Regions from separate parts of the Muntiacus reevesi genome. Here region 1 is linked to region 2. A link is a contact called in public Hi-C data. All regions are on one chromosome and are shown on one strand. The core of a region is the stretch at or near the end of the contact, and the rest is flanking DNA. Distances in the headings are between cores, read along the strand shown. Region 1 holds the start of C1QTNF8 (C1q and TNF related 8). Region 2 holds the start of GNG13 (G protein subunit gamma 13).

The links. Hi-C and Micro-C count contacts between places; a contact is called where the count stands out from the background.
Region 1: a contact with region 2 is called in a Hi-C map of blood, with 3 times the contacts expected there. The contact joins the promoter of C1QTNF8 here to the promoter of GNG13 in region 2. A contact is called at or near these places in 2 of 3 Hi-C or Micro-C datasets (blood and muscle).

The regions. Positions count from the first base shown.
Region 1 is chr2:180,291,943-180,295,839 of mMunRee1.1, reverse strand. It overlaps C1QTNF8 (C1q and TNF related 8), which reads left to right and starts at 2,140. Exons shown (of 2, transcript XM_065920237.1): 1 at 2,140-2,344; 2 at 2,948-3,498. The coding sequence starts at 2,140. The coding sequence ends at 3,498.
Region 2 is chr2:180,115,130-180,119,462 of mMunRee1.1, reverse strand. GNG13 (G protein subunit gamma 13) reads left to right here and starts at 2,769. Exons shown (of 4, transcript XM_065920232.1): 1 at 2,769-2,899. LOC136160394 (a long non-coding RNA gene) reads right to left here and starts at 2,631. Exons shown (of 4, transcript XR_010661611.1): 1 at 2,471-2,631.

The sequences.
Region 1 (3,897 bases), core at 891-3,390, 180 kb before region 2:
CTGCTCAAGCCCAAGCAAGCATGAGGGTAGGTCCTGGTGTAGTCACAGCCCCCGCCTACCACTGCCTGGGGCGCCCTGTGAGTTATTGCTGCCGGAGGGGGCTGGCATCACAGGGACATAACCCTCATCCCCTGAAAGGCTGGGCTACTGTCAAGGGCCCCCGACAGGGTATCACAGCAGGCCTCTCACTCCGCTGGGCACCAGGGCCTGGGCACGGTGTGGTGGAAGGTGGGGGCAGACACCACAGCCTGGCCAGACGCTGCCCCCACCCCCAGTGCCACCGGCCAGGCCCAGCCCCCATGGCCCAGCCAGCAATGGGCATCGGCGAGTGGTCTGTCTCCACTCAGCCACTGTTCCAGCCTCCCCGACTCCCCCTAAGTCACCGCAACCCGGATGGCAGCTAGCCCCATAGTCCCGGCCACCCCAGGCCCCCAAGCCCCACCACAACAGGGCTGGGGGAGGTCCCCAGAGCCCCCAAGGCGGGGCTGCGGCAGGTGGAAGGCCGGGCAGCGGGCAACGGGGCCTCACGAGCCTCCTGCAGGGAGCTCGGAAGCTGGCCCAAGGCCTGTTGGTCTTGGATGGCCCAGAGGGAAGCCACGGGTGCCTGGGGTGGGCATGAAAGGGCTCTTTCACTGGCCGCTGCGCAGAGACGCCGGAGACCGCCAGGCAGGCAGCAACACCCAGTTGTGAAATGGTAACAGGGGGGTGGGGGTGGGTGGGGGTCTTCACAGCAACCTTGAGCAGGGCCTGGGGTAGGGGCCCCAGCAGCACAGGGCTGCCTGCGAGGGGGGCGCTGCCCAGGAGACACCCACGCCAGTCCGTTTCCTCCATGGGAGGAGTCCGGGAGAGTCCTGCAGGGTCCAATGTGGCTCAGGGGTTGGGTGAGGGTCTGCGAGGTTTGAGAAGGAGGTGGTAGAGAGAAGGGGTCCCACCTGCCGGGAAAGCTCAGCCTGGGAGTAGGTCTCAGACTATGTGAGAGGAAGGCCCTCATCCTGGGCTGCAGTCCTGAGGGCTTCCTGGAAGAGGGGGCCTGGGTATTTGCTCAGGATGGCCAGGGTACAGGGAAGAGTGAGGACTGCAATATCACACACAAGCCATTGCAGGAGACCAACCCTGCCTGAGCCTCTTGGATGCAGCCCTTGGGAGAACAGGGTAGGCAGAGTCCATTTGCCAGGAAAACTGAGGCCCCTCTGGAGCTCACCCAGGGCCCCCAGCATCTGGAAAGTGTGGCTCCACCTGGCACTGATGGGCCCAGGGTCAGGCAGTGTCTCCCGAGGGAGGGGACGTGGAGGCCGGAGGCTCAGAACTGGCAGGGATTAAAGACCAGCTTCTGTACAGCTGGGTGGGGGCTGGGGCAGCCTCCCCGGTTACCCTCCCTCCTCCGGGGGGTCAGGATGCACGTGTCCCCTCTGCCCAGCAATGCAGCCCCGCAGAAACTGCCTCATGTCGGGCCCCACCCAACATGGGCCCAGGGCCCGGCTGCCCGGAGTGTGGGGTATGGGATGGGGGGCATACCCTTACCTAAAGGAGCCCCTCCTGGAGGGCTCTGGCCAGTCACGGCGAGTGGGGCTTGGGGGACTGCTTCCCCACTCAGTGCCCCCTGCATCTGCCAGGTGGGGGGGGGTCTCCGGCCACGGGGGCTTTGGGGGACCTGGACTTCCCAGCTGCAGGCACTGAGGGTGCCCACTGCCACCCAGAACTAAGGCCTCGGGGAGGGAGGGGCATGAGCAGGGAGCAGTGCCCAGGAAGTGCCAGATCCCACAGGCGGCCACCTCGGCGCTTGCTAGGGCTCGGGGAGGGCGGTGTGGGGCCCTCCCAGCAGTGGTGGTCCCCAGGCTGTGTCAGGGAGGTGTCTCAGTCCCGGGCAGGGACCCATCAGCAGTGTTAGGGCGGGATGAGAGTCCAGGAGGGGCTACCAGGCGCTCTCTGCGGTCTCTGGGACCACAGCCCCTTTGAGGGGTCCCAACTGTCCTTCCCCACCCAGGCGGCTCCCTGGGCCCCCCGTCATCTCCCTCGCACAGGGGTGCTGCCAAGCTGCCGTGGGGGCCACTGGGGGCTCAGCAGGGCGAGCCCTCCACTCCCCGCCTTCCTCTCCCACCCTCCTCTTTCCTTCCTGCCCGGCCCCAGGCCCTGGCCCGGATGGTGGCTCCTGCCCTCCTGCTGCTCCTGGCACTGCCTGCTGGGGCCTGGCGTGGCCTGGGGCTGCCCCGTCGGTCGTGCGTGCAGTGCTGCCGTCCAGCCTGGCCCCCCGCCGCTCCTGGCCTGGGCGCCCACGTGAGCGACGGGGACCCATGGGCGCGGCTGCCTCTCCTGCGGCCCACCATCGACATCTCGATCCTCAAAGGTGAGCATCCCCAGAGGGGCGGCCACCCCCGCCCCCGGCCCTACAGGGACACCTGTGCTGAGGGGAGGGGACAGGGCCCAGGGCGGGCTCTGGGAAGGAGGGGACCCCGAGGGGACAATGGACGGGTGCCTGCTCCCCACGGCCGCCCCCCAGGTGGGCAGAGGGTGTCCCAGGGAAGGGGCTGTGGACAGAGGGCCTGAGGCTACCCTCAGCCCTACCCCCCAGGGGAGGGGAAGGGGCCTGGGTCCCCTCTGAGGGTGAGAGAGGCGGGGCTCTGGGAGGCAGATGCAACCCTGGGGGCTGCACCGAGCTTGAACCCCAGCGCTCTCTTCCTTCAAAGCCCAGTTCAGACCCTTCCTCTGGTGGCTGCCTGACCCCCCGGCCCCGCATGACCGTCAGCACAGACCCCAGAACAGCCAGGCCCTCAGGGTGTGGCTTCTTTCTCTTTGCCCCTTGGAGGGTGGGTTAGCGCCCCTCGCCCCTCGGAGAGAGGAGACAGAGGCCCACAGAGGTGAGGTCACTTGCAGGGCCACGTGGTCAGAGAATCTGACCCTGGGAGCCTTGACCAGGGGCTTCTCCTCACCCCCCGCCCCTCCCCGGCAGGTGAGAAGGGCGAGGCCGGGGTCAGAGGTCACTCTGGCAGGAGCGGGAAGGAGGGCCCGCCAGGCTCCCGGGGCCTCCGGGGGCGCAAGGGCCAGAAGGGGCAGGCAGGGCTGCCTGGCGCGCAGTGCACGCGCGCCTACGCGGCCTTCTCGGTGGGCCGACGGGAGGGGCTGCACAGCGCCGACGCCCTCCAGGCGGTGACCTTCGACATGGAGCTGGTCAACCTGGACGGCGCCTTCGACCTGGCTTCCGGCCGCTTCCTCTGCACCGCGCCCGGCGTCTACTTCCTGAGCCTCAACGTGCACACCTGGAACTACAAGGAGACCTATCTGCACATCATGCGCAACGCGCGCGCGGCCGCCGTGCTGTACGCACAGCCCAGCGAGCGCAGCGTGATGCAGGCGCAGAGCCTGCTGCTGCCGCTGGCCGCGGGCGACTCCGTCTGGGTGCGCATGTTCCAGCGCGACCGCGACAACGCCATCTTCGGCGAGCGCGGCGACCTCTACATCACCTTCAGCGGCCACCTGGTCAAGCCAGACGCCGAGCTCTGACGGCCCGGCGCCACCAGCCCCCAGGGCCCACCCTCCCAAGCCCCTTGCCCCGGAGTGGGGCCAGCTGTGATTGAATGCCGCCTGCGTGCACACGCTGAGCTGAGCATGGCCCCGGCAGGAGCAAGACAGACCCACCAGATCTGCTAGACGCAGATCCCGACCGAGCAAGAGATTCTGGTCCCAGCAAGAGATTCCGGAGCAGACCCGCGTTCCGGGCGCGCTGTGGGCGGGGTTGGGGCGGGGCACCTTCATCTGCTAAGGAGCTTGCCCCCCTGGTCGGGTTCCCTTTCCGCTTATAAAGGCTGTGCCAGGCCCCCGCGCTGTGAGAGAATTACAAAGAGCCTACTGGGTGCTGGGCTGGACGCTGATGAGGCTCCGGGGGAGGGGTGGAGCGTGCTG
Region 2 (4,333 bases), core at 1,520-4,019:
TGGTTCATAACTATAATGAGTAAAGGCTAGCGACAGGGGATGCGAAGGGCAGGGGGCACCCAGGGACACCATCCTTTCTACTTTGTTTTTCTGTAAGCCTAAAAGTGCTCTAAAAAAAGTTACAGTCTATTAATTACCTTTTTTTAAGTAGCAAGATGCCCCCGTAATCACAGCAGCCCAGTCTCTCCTCAGACCCCAAAAGCTGAAAGGACTGGGACCCTCACAATCACCCACAATCTCTAACACAGACTTTGTCCTCTGAGAATCCTGAATATCTGAGCTTCAGCAAGACTGACGGGGCAGAGAAACCTTGATTACAAACCAGGTGTCTACAAGCTTGTTTATCCTCATAAAATTACACTAAATATTTTATGTCTGACCTTCCTTATCTTTCAACAAAAAGAATCAAAAGGCAGCAAATCAATGTGGACAGAACAACAGAAAGAACTTCAGTTGGCCATGTAGTTAGAACCCAGCTCTTCTAAGGGATCTCTGCCAACGATGGGAAAATAAAGCTGTTTTTCTTTAAACTGTGATGTTTACATGCACTGGATTTATCATCACTGGTTTTAAGTGAAAGTCCTAAGTGTAACAGCTGCTCTATTTTTGTTTCTAAATACCCCTAGATGTCACCATGTAACAGAAACTTGAAAAATTTAGGAAAGTTGAGGAGTCCTGACGCTAAATTTGAAAGGCAGGTCCCGTGTTTGCAACGTGGGGAAGCAGCTGGATAGGCCTGTGGCTCCACCTAGTGGCAAAGGCCAGGCAGGGGACATAGGTGAGCCAGCCAGCTGAAGATGGAACTGCCTGACACCACCACACAGCAATGGGACTTCGGGAGCTGCCTTTTTGGGATTCAGGTGAAATGCAACATGAAACTGTGTCTTGGCAGGACTGCTGGGATCTTCCTCTGAGATCCAGCTCCAAAGACCTAGCTCCACAGACCTCAGCCCAAGAACCTCTCAGGGTCTCCGGATACCACAGGGAGCACCTCTTGCCGTGTGCTGCCATTGGTGCATTTGCCCATTAGGGATGGACAAAAGTAGGACTTGGCCATCTGCACAACCCAGGTCCTGCTCAGGACCAGGCCAGGGGGCTCGAGGAGGGAGAGGCTGTGGAGAAACAAGGAAAGGGGCCTCAAGGCCTCAGGGACTCACCATCATAGGGCAGTGGTGGACCCCCAACCCCATGGGTGTTGAGCAGCACCCCTGGCCTCCACCCCCAGACCCCACAACCATTCCCAACAGAGACGGTGGTGGGGCAAGACTGGATGTAGATCCCAGGAGACCAGGCTTTACAGCTGTGCCAATGGTCGGCTCCTTTGCTGTGTCTTGATTCACTGGTTTGTCTTCAACACACCCCTCCCCCTCCCTACAATCCTGGCTTACTTGCTGTCCAAGCCACAGGCCAACAGGACAGTGCCCAAATCCTTACTGAGTCATGATGGAAGACAAGCTTTGTTCCCTGTCGCCTGTCTGCCCAGCCTGTTAGTTTTACAAAAACTTCCTGGTGTCCAGTTCCATGGCACACCTCAAAACTCACCTGAAACGATAATCACAAGGCTCACTCAGGTGTCCAGAAGAGCCCTTTAGGAGGAAGGGTGTCCCTTGAGAGGGGACCTGGGTGAGGAGGCTTGAGGGGGGAACTGAGGGGGAGTACCTGACAGGAGGGGCTGACCTGAGAAGGGGGGACCTGATGGGTGGGGACGTGAGGGGGGAGACCTGAGGGAGGACCTAAGAGGGGGTACCTGCGTGGAGAGACCTGAGAGTGGTGGACTTGAGCGGGAGGACCTGACAGAGAGGGGGATCTGAGGTGGTAGGGCTTGAGAGGGTGAACTTGACAGAAGGGACCTGAAGGGGATACCTGAGGGGGAAGACCCTAGAGGGGGGAACTGAGTTGGGGTACCTGAGAGGGGGAACCTAAGGGGGTGGACCTGAGGGGGGTACCTGAAAGGGGATCTGAGTTGGGGAACCTGAGAGGAGTGGACCCTAGGGAGAGGACCTGAGGGGGGAATCCGAGGGGGCACCTGACGGGGGATCTGAGGGGGAGACCTAAGGGAGGAAACTGAGAGGGAGTAACTGAGGGGGAGACCTGAGGTGGGGGGAACCTGAGGGGGAGACCTGAGGGGGGGAGTCTGAGATGGGTGGACCTGAAGGGGAGACCTGGGGGGGGGGGGGAACCTGAGAGGGAGGGCCTGAGGGGGAGACCTGAGAGTGATACCTGTTGGGAGAAGCTCAAGGGGGAGACCTGAGACGGGGGACCTGGGGTGAGGACTTGGGAGGATCTGACAGGGGTGACCTGAGGTGGCGGGACCTAAGGAGGGACTTGAGGAGGGGACCTGAAAGGTGGGACCTTAGGTGGGGAACCCAAGAGGGGGAATATGGGTTGGGCAGAGGCACCCTGACGGCTCTGTCGTTAGTCTTCAACATTTCCCCCTTTTTCACAGATTCGGGCGGACGGTTTCACTCACCAGTGCCGCCGTGGGAGGCTGGGGATGCCCGGCCACCTCAGAGGTCACCTGCCATAACTTAACAGAAGGCTGAGAAACCAGGCTAACGGAACACCTGAGCCTGACAGGTGATAATGCCACCTCCGTTCCGGCCACGCCTTCACAGAAGACGCCGCCGCCCGGCTCCAAGATGGCTGCATCACGCAGAACGGCGTCCTACAGAAGCCCCGCCCCTCGCCCAGGGGGCAGGCCCTCTACGCGCCCCGCCCCCTCCACGCTTAGACCCGGAAGGGGTCTTCCAAGGCGGCACTGGGCTTCCAGAGCGGGCTGTGGAAGAGCAGCAGCGACGGGGATCGCGGTGCAGCAGAGGTACCCGGAGCCTGCTGCCGGGCCTTCCCTCGCGGAGCCGCTCGGTACTGTCTTCACGATAAACACCGCACGTTAACACTAGTAAGAGCGCCGGAAACTTGTTTCGTTTAAGTTCTTTAGCTAAACTAGCCGTCAGCCTCCGTTCTAGGAGTCCTCGTCCAGTTAGGACTTCTGATAACGGCGTCTGTTGCGAGTTCCCTGTCCTCATCCTGGCCGTGAGGGGAAGCCCCCCGAGCCTGCCCTGCGGTCCCAGCGCCCGAGCAGCCAGGGCCCCGCGGTGCGTGGGCTCCTCTCGCCGCTCCGCACCGCCCGGGTCCTCTGGAAGCCAAGCCCGGAGCAGATTCGTCCAGGTGAAGCCGAGCAGCGAGCCGAGCACACCTCGGAGCCGTCCCGCCGGTTCCGTCCGCAGTCCAGGACGCGCTCCCGCGTTTGCTCCTTGCGTAGACTCCCATTGACTTGGTCCTTCCCCGTTTCACATGACAGACCCTTCCCCGGGAGGTTGAATTCTAGATTCCTTGTAACTCTAGTGTCAAGTTCTGCAGAGCAGTCTGCGTAGACTGCATCCAGAAGTGGCAGACGTGGCCCAGGCGAGGGAGCCCTGCGCTGAACCTGGGAGGGGTGAACGATGTCCTTGGTCCCCATGGGAGACCTCGCCCCCTGGCACAGGACGGGGGTCCTTTCTGGGGAGAGATCTTTGTGATAGTCGAGGGTCCCCATTCAGTCACTTGCACTCTGCAGTCACCAGAGCTAATGCAGCTTCTAATGAAATGAGCAGATGGCAGGGATTCCAGCTGTTTGAGGGAAGTCACTAGATGAAGGACACAAAACCGAGGGTGAGACCTGGGCAAGCCCAGAGCCTTGGGGCCTCAGTTTCCTGCTCAGCCAGTTCATCAGACCTACTCTGGGCAGTGAGCACTGCTGGGCATCATCCCTGCCGTGGGAGGCAGCCCCAGCTGACAGCAACGTTCCCTAAAGTGTCTCCTCTGCTTTTGTGGAAAACCTCTGGGCACTGAAACTTTCTAGGAGCCTCTTCCATCCACCCCTACATGGTGGGCATATCGCTTGGGACCAGAAGCATACCTGCTGAAGGTGCAAGGCCCACCACACTTGGCCACCGGGCAGGGGAGTGGGGGTGGTTATGGCAGCTGTGAGACAGAGTTGGGGGGGCCCTCCACACACCCCCAGCTCCACTCGCATAGCTGCCCCATGATCAGGTAGAATTTTCTTCAGTGCTGCACAGACCTGGGAGTGCAGCTGCAGGTCGAGAGGGAAAACCTAGAGCCATGCCCAGGCAGGCCTGGGTGACAGCGCACTGGTGGCCTGACGTGTGCATTCCTCCCACTCACCCACCCTCATGGCGAAAGGCCCTTTGGGGGTGCAGACCAGTAGACCTGCCAGCAATACGCAGGACCCCTAAGTGGCACTGGCCTCATCAGAAGGGGTCCCCCATGGCCTGTGAGCACTGGAGGGTTTGGTGCTTAGGCAGGTGCAGGCCCTCGGCCTCTTCCTGAACCT